2 separate regions of the Arabidopsis thaliana genome follow, and region 2 is linked to region 1. Evidence: chromatin contacts called from public capture Hi-C data. All regions are on one chromosome and are shown on one strand. The core of a region is the stretch at or near the end of the contact, and the rest is flanking DNA. Distances in the headings are between cores, read along the strand shown. Region 1 holds the start of AT4G29240 (Leucine-rich repeat (LRR) family protein). Region 2 holds the start of AT4G29360 (O-Glycosyl hydrolases family 17 protein).

What was found. Capture Hi-C pulls out chosen DNA fragments and counts their contacts.
Region 2: a contact with region 1 is called in a capture Hi-C map of shoot, with 2.2 times the contacts expected there. The contact joins the promoter of AT4G29360 here to the promoter of AT4G29240 in region 1. A contact is called at or near these places in 9 of 26 Hi-C or Micro-C datasets (callus, flower, leaf and 3 more) and 2 of 3 other capture datasets (seedling and shoot).

The regions. Positions count from the first base shown.
Region 1 is chr4:14,416,561-14,420,133 of TAIR10.1, reverse strand. AT4G29240 (Leucine-rich repeat (LRR) family protein) reads right to left here and starts at 1,578. Exons shown (of 1, transcript NM_119068.3): 1 at 1-1,578. The coding sequence starts at 1,308. The coding sequence ends at 61.
Region 2 is chr4:14,452,449-14,456,021 of TAIR10.1, reverse strand. It overlaps AT4G29360 (O-Glycosyl hydrolases family 17 protein), which reads left to right and starts at 2,040. Exons shown (of 5, transcript NM_179225.4): 1 at 2,040-2,392; 2 at 2,658-3,494; 3 at 3,570-3,573. The coding sequence starts at 2,335. It overlaps AT4G29370 (Galactose oxidase/kelch repeat superfamily protein), which reads right to left and starts at 420. Exons shown (of 1, transcript NM_119082.2): 1 at 1-420. The coding sequence starts at 420.

The DNA of each region.
Region 1 (3,573 bases), core at 329-2,828:
AAAAGATAGATCATTCAGCATCAACCATTAATAAAAAAAAGCTTCTAACTTTAGAAACTTTCATGGAGGAGATGAAGTGTAGTATTGATTATTACTCTCTCTCAATCCAACACTTATCGCAGCACAAGCCAAAGGCTGCGTCGGAATCCTAAAACAGCTCATAGCTCCGCCGGAATAACCGGAACAATCCGGCTGCGGCCGCTGCGAATTCCTCCCGGGAATACAATTCCCAACGAAATCAAACCCGAAACTAACCCTGGAAGAACATTCAGAGCTAAACCCAGAGAAGAAATTGAACGCAACAGTGAGATTAATAAGATTCCTCAACGAACAAACCAAATCAGGAACCTCCCCAGAGAATTTATTGTGAGCAAGATTCAAAATTTCAATCGCCGACAAGCAAGAGATCGTATCTGGAACATGACCCATCAATGCATTGTAGCTAACGTCAAAGACTTCAATTTCAGAGAACATACCAACAGATTCCGGTATACAACCGGTTAACTGGTTATTCAAAAGCAAAACTTCCTTAACCCTCGATCCCGTCAGACCAAAACTCGTCGGAATTTCGCCGGAAAATCTGTTATTCGCGAGATTAATAACCGAAGCCGGAGAATTTCCGAGGTTTCTTGGGATTTCTCCGACGAATTGATTGTTATTGAGGAGAATCGCGTCTAACCGTTTGTTGAAAAGCTCTTCAGGGATGAAACCGGTTAAACTATTAAACCGGAGATCGAGGTAAACCAGATTTGGTATGTAGAGTGTGACTAAAGGGAAAGGACCTGAGAGTTTATTGTTGCTTAGATCAAGTTCTTGAAGAGAAGCTAAAGATTTGAAAGAATCTGGGATTTGCCCTGAGAATCTGTTACTGTTGAGATGGAGAATATTGAGGTCTGAGAGTAAAGCTAGGTCTTTGACAAGTGTGCCTTTGAGATTTGCATGGTTAAGATCTATAGAGGTTATAGATTGACCAGAACAGAACACACCTTTGTAAGAACAAACATCTGATCCAACCCATGTTTTGAGAACATTTGATGGATCCTCTCTCATGGCTGATTTCCAAACTTGAAGAGCATTGTAAGCTACCCTGTTTGGAGCTGATGATCCTGGAACAGCATTACGATTTCCACCGTTGTTGTATCCACCGCCAACCCAAACACCACCGCCACCGCCACCGCCGCCGCCGCCGATTCCTACTCCAACGCCGCCTCCTACTCCAAAAGAAGCATCTGTCTGAACCAAACCACCCAAAAACAGGAAGAAACAGAGAAGCTTAAAGTTGTTGCTGCCTTTCTTCTTCTTAGACATTTTTTCCTTCAAAGTAGTTTTTTCAAGAGTTTGACACTTAAGGAAAGAGAATGAATAGTGATTGTTTCAGTGGATTAATGAGTTTTGTGTGAGTGTGTGTGTGTGAGAGAGAGAGAGAGAGAGAGAGAGAGTGTGAGATTATGAAAAACAGAGTGGATGTGGTTGAAGAAGCATTGATGATATGAGAGAGGGGACAAGATTATCAAAAAGAGTTCTTATTTGTTCCTTGTGTAGTTATGTCACATTTGCCTTTGTATTGTTAAGTTTTACTGTTTATGTTCAACTTATGATTGCATGAATCATATCACGGGTTTTTCTTCTTTTTCCTTTTGTTCCACTTTGTTATTTCAATGCATTTTAGTGTAAAATATTGAATCACATGTTTTGACAAATTGTTACATTTGTCATTTGAATGGATGCACTAGTTTGATTCCGTTCTTGATAAGTTAACTAATAATGGTTTTTAAGTTCCACCTACTAAACAAGTTCTAATTGATTGTGAATCTTTTAGACAGAAGTAATCAAGAATGCAATAATAAATGGAAAAAAAATTGAACAGAATCTAGATGAAGCTATAAATAAGAAAAGGCATATAGCTTGTGACTGTGAATATTGTGTTGTTGACTTGTGTTGTAGAGAGAGATATTTTGGGAGTGTGATTTTTTTTTTACTGCATCACATGGAATTGCACAAATGCATTTGTGTCTCCATTGAACAATTTTATTTAATATATGTAGCTGCATTGAATCCAAATGTTTTTCAATGCAATTATTGAGAGGAAAGCTTATACTCTTGCAATAAATTACTTTACTTGATCTAGCTAAACAACAAAATTTTTAGATTTCCAAGCATTCACTATAAAACAAAAACACAACAAACACAATGGTATTGACAACGAAATAAATTTCTCTGTATTTCGAAATACCAATTGCTCTACTATTTCTTATAACTTGAGTTGAGCTGTTTAAAGAGGATTGATATGCTAGAAAGTAGTTTTCAATACGATATGGATGGAGACAAAAAAAATGGAAAACAGTTTGTGGTCATTTGCAGGATTTAAATAGATAAGTCTTTCTATTTTTCGAAATAACGTACCAACCATTAAAAGAGCATGAGATCCGTACCAAAAATGGCCATGATCAGGGTTTACGAAAACTTTGATTTTGTTCAACTGTTTGTTATTCAGAATAAAGTTGGTTTTAGGCTTTTAGGCAAGGACATACTCACAAACTAAACGTTGTTCTAGTTCGATTCAATTTTTATTTCAGTTTAAAGACCTTGACGGACAGGAAGACCCAAAGACAAATGATAATCACGTTTTTGGCAACCATATGCTGACATGCATTAATGCATACGTAATTCAATTGCAAGTAGGCCTTTAATGGGCTCAATGAGCCCAGTTCCTAAGAAGCCTAGTTGCTAGTTCTTGGGTAGTATTATTCCGTTGGAAACGATCAAGTTAATTTGAATACTTAATTAGTACTAAAACGAAACAACTATTTTCTTTGTGAAAATCGCATATTTCTTATGTAACTCTTCTGTTGGACAAAACGACCGGTGTTTTTTGTATTCAAAAACTAGATATTTTCTTCTTCTTCTTCTTCTTCTTTTTTGTTCTGTGGGGCAACAACTAGTAATTAACTTACAATACATATTAAAAACTCCATATTGCATGTTAGTTTTTTTTTGTTAGCTTGGCTTATATTATATAGTCTACTAATTTATACTAGTGATTGTCGATGTATCACCATCCGATTCAAATTCAGAAATTGTTAATAACAATATAAATTGATTCCTTTGATCATTTGCTAAATTAACACTTTGTCTAGTAATGATGGAGTCCACATAAAAAACAAACAAGCATACAGAAAGATAAATTGATTCGTGGAGTCTATATAAAGACGGACAATGCAATTTAAATATATAATTATATGTATATAAAAGTACAAAACATGATATACAATTTGAATACTAGGACGTTAAAAAAGATTTCAAGGAATATAATATGAGTTCAAAATATGAAATGGGAAATCGAATCCATTTGTCGAAAGAGAAAAAAAATTATTAAAAAGAAAGAAATAAGCAAAAAAGGTAAATATTGTCTGTTTATTCCTTTATTCCAGTTTCGAAATCTAACCATGGCAGAAAGAAAAAAGAAAAATAAAAAATAAAAATAGAGAGGTCTCATCTTCCGGCCTCTCTCCCCATGTTGATTTTGCTTTATCCTCTCCCAATTAACTACTTAACCGAATCTTTTGGATCGAT
Region 2 (3,573 bases), core at 791-3,290, 35 kb before region 1:
TGAAGACGGACCAAAAGCGTCACCCATATGTTCACCATATATTTTCGAACCCATCGTTACGGTTGAATTTGAATATGGGAGAGAATGATCAGAAGGAACCAAAACACTTCCACTTCTCCTACTGAGAGTAAACCAGCGTGAGACTGGTTCCGTAGCGGTAACAAACCGTAGACAGAGATAAAGGCAGCAGATCTCCGTGGTTCCGAGTTGATATCGCGCGGAGTAGAGGGGTTGAGAGTGGAGGAGAGAACGAAAGGTTTTGCAGACGAGGGAGAGTGAACGGTAAGACGATTTAGAGAGACGTGCCAAGCAGTTCACCAGGATCTCGTCGGGAAGTTGCAAGAACAACGACGTCTCACATGGTAACGACGGAAGCTTCGTTTTTTTCTGCGGCCGCTCAACTTCTTCTTTGGGGATCATCTTTGGTGGTGATGGAGACAAAAATCATGAAATGGGGTTCAAATATATAGAAATCCTTCTCCCTGATGTAAAGAAAGATAGTAATGTAGTCAAAAGAAAAATCAAAGGGAAAATTTATCAAGTTTCCATTGGAAAAGAGATATCTTACTATAATCTAAATTTTATTTCTCAAGATATGTACAATAGATAGGCAAACTAATAGCTATATTCCACGCGCTAGAGTCGCGCGTGGATCTAACTTGCGGACGGTTTTCTCTTTCAAATCTTCTTTCTTTTGATCACAAGAGGTTTACTAATAGCTCAATTCTAGCTGCCTTTATTTTTAATATTAAATTTGATTAATACAAAAGCAAGACTATATATATCAAAACCTTACAATAAAACTGTGACCAGTGGAGATTGAACCAAAGATAAAAAAGCTACACAAACCTTTGAATTTCATTGAAACAATGCTTTCCAGATAAAAGCATGGTCAAAATTTACTTCTAGTGTTTTATCGTTCTAATTAACTATTGTTGATAATTTAACTCAATCATATTTTTGTATGATATCTTCGTAAAATTTCTATTTCAAAATATTAAAAAAAAAAAAGGGACATTCAATCTCCAAGAGACTAAATAAGAGAGAGTCATCAAACCGAAAGACTTATACAATGCTGGAATTGATATGACTCGTATTGTGTAACCATAGCATCAGACCACCACTCAGCCTTACCCTAAACCTCACTTCCATTGCATCTTGTTTCTAAGGAAATCTCGGCATAAAAAATTGTTGTTCCCGCTCTGGCTTTGGGGTTCCACATAACCATTGGGGAGATTGGTGCTCAGGCAATTCTAAGCAGAAATATTCTTAGAATTTTGAGATCGTGTAGTGTAGATTTGGGGAGAAATATTCTTTTTGAATAAAAAAAAGTAAAATAGAAATATTCTTTCTAAATTTTTGAAGTCAAAATGTTAAGAGAATCGAGAAGAAATTCACCGTTGTTTTTCAAAAAAAGATTCACTGTAGTTAATGGGTTAATGCCCAAAGAAAAATAGGAGAAGAAACCCAATTGGCCCACGCCCACTCAAATCAAGAAATTAACTTGGTACGACATTATCATCTTTAATAAAATTTTGTATACAGTACCTTCATTGCCATGATCAAATCCATATTAGATACATCGTTTGAATTATACCCTTATTAGGCTCAAACTCTTATTATCATTGTTCCAAGCAATAGATCATCTTGATTTTAAGTAAGCCTTTATAATGTTCCACATGTTCTCATCAACTACTTATGACACTGCTTAAAATCTGATAAAACTAGTAGCCAGACCCAAAAACAACTTATGCTTGTGCACTCTAAAATTCCAAAACAACATACTGGATTTACATTTTCAAATGGTAAAAAATCAAATGTAAGAAATTGCAATTACTTTGGTAAATACAAAAATTGCATTGAGTGGAGATTGGACCGTTAAAAAAAAAAAAAAAAAAAAAAAGCAGACCACTGTGGTCTGTCTGTACTGTAGTACTCTTTGCACTCGAACCCATTTATCTTTTTAATATTATTTTTTATTATTATAAATCTAAAAAAGTTTTTTTTTTTTTTTTTTTTTGTTCTCGAAGCAGTAAAATCTACTACAACAGTCAAAGAGAGAGAGCAAACATGCTCGCTTAATTCACGGAATCGAGACGTTTCTACAAACTCAATTTTATATTTTCAGCTGGAATCCGAACTCTGATATAGAAAGCACACAACGTTCACCTCCAGTGACTTCTCTCTATCTCTAAATCTCTCTTGCGTCACTTAAAAAGTCGGTGCTTCCTACTTAAGTGTTCTTGAGAGTGAGACGTTTCATTTCTGGGTTCAAGGGTGTAGAATAAACACTTGAGTGAAGTTTAAAGCTTGAGAAAGACAGAGGAAAGAAAAATGGGTCAAAGACTGAATCTAGTCTTCTGGATTTTTGTCTCCATTCTTGCCTTTTTGAGTATGTCTTTACACTCAAATCCTCTTTTGGGTCTGCATTTACCTTTGATTCTCTCTTCTATGTTTCACTATCTCTTAAATTTGTCTTCTTGATGTTAAAGTTCGATGCTTTACTTTTTGTCCTGGGTTAATCTCTGTTTCACTGTAGTAGTTCTTGTCTGAAAATCTCGAATCTGTTAGCTTTGAACTACTTTTAGGTGTTTGGAATCGACATTTGAGATTCAAAAGCAGCCATTTTTGAGACTTGTTTTGTGGATTTGTTGCAGATTTTGGTATGGCTAGCAAGATTGGGATATGTTATGGAAGAAATGCTGATAATCTTCCAAGTCCTAACAGAGTCTCTGAGCTAATCCAACATCTCAACATCAAATTTGTTCGAATCTATGACGCCAACATTGATGTTCTTAAAGCTTTTGCAAACACTGGAATCGAGCTTATGATTGGTGTCCCTAACGCTGATCTACTTGCATTTGCTCAGTTTCAATCCAATGTAGATACTTGGCTTAGCAACAACATCCTTCCTTATTATCCATCTACCAAAATCACTTCGATTTCAGTTGGTCTTGAAGTAACTGAAGCACCAGACAATGCCACTGGTCTAGTCTTACCTGCGATGCGAAACATTCACACAGCTCTTAAGAAGTCTGGTTTGGATAAAAAGATCAAGATCTCGAGCTCACATTCCCTTGCTATCTTGTCACGCTCCTTCCCGCCTTCGTCAGCTTCTTTCAGCAAGAAGCATTCAGCGTTCTTGAAACCAATGCTTGAGTTCTTGGTTGAGAATGAGTCTCCCTTTATGATAGACCTGTATCCGTATTATGCTTACAGAGATTCCACTGAAAAAGTTCCGTTGGAGTATGCTCTATTCGAGTCATCTTCGCAGGTTGTTGATCCTGCCACGGGTTTGCTTTACTCCAACATGTTTGATGCTCAGCTTGACGCTATCTATTTCGCTTTGACTGCTATGAGCTTTAAGACCGTTAAGGTTATGGTCACTGAGTCCGGGTGGCCGAGTAAAGGCTCGCCTAAAGAGACAGCTGCAACTCCTGAGAACGCTCTGGCTTACAATACCAACCTCATCCGCCATGTCATTGGTGATCCAGGTAATCTTTTTATGATCATTAGATACAAAGATAGATGGAAGCATTTTATGAACTGATTTGTTTTCTATTGGTTAGGTAC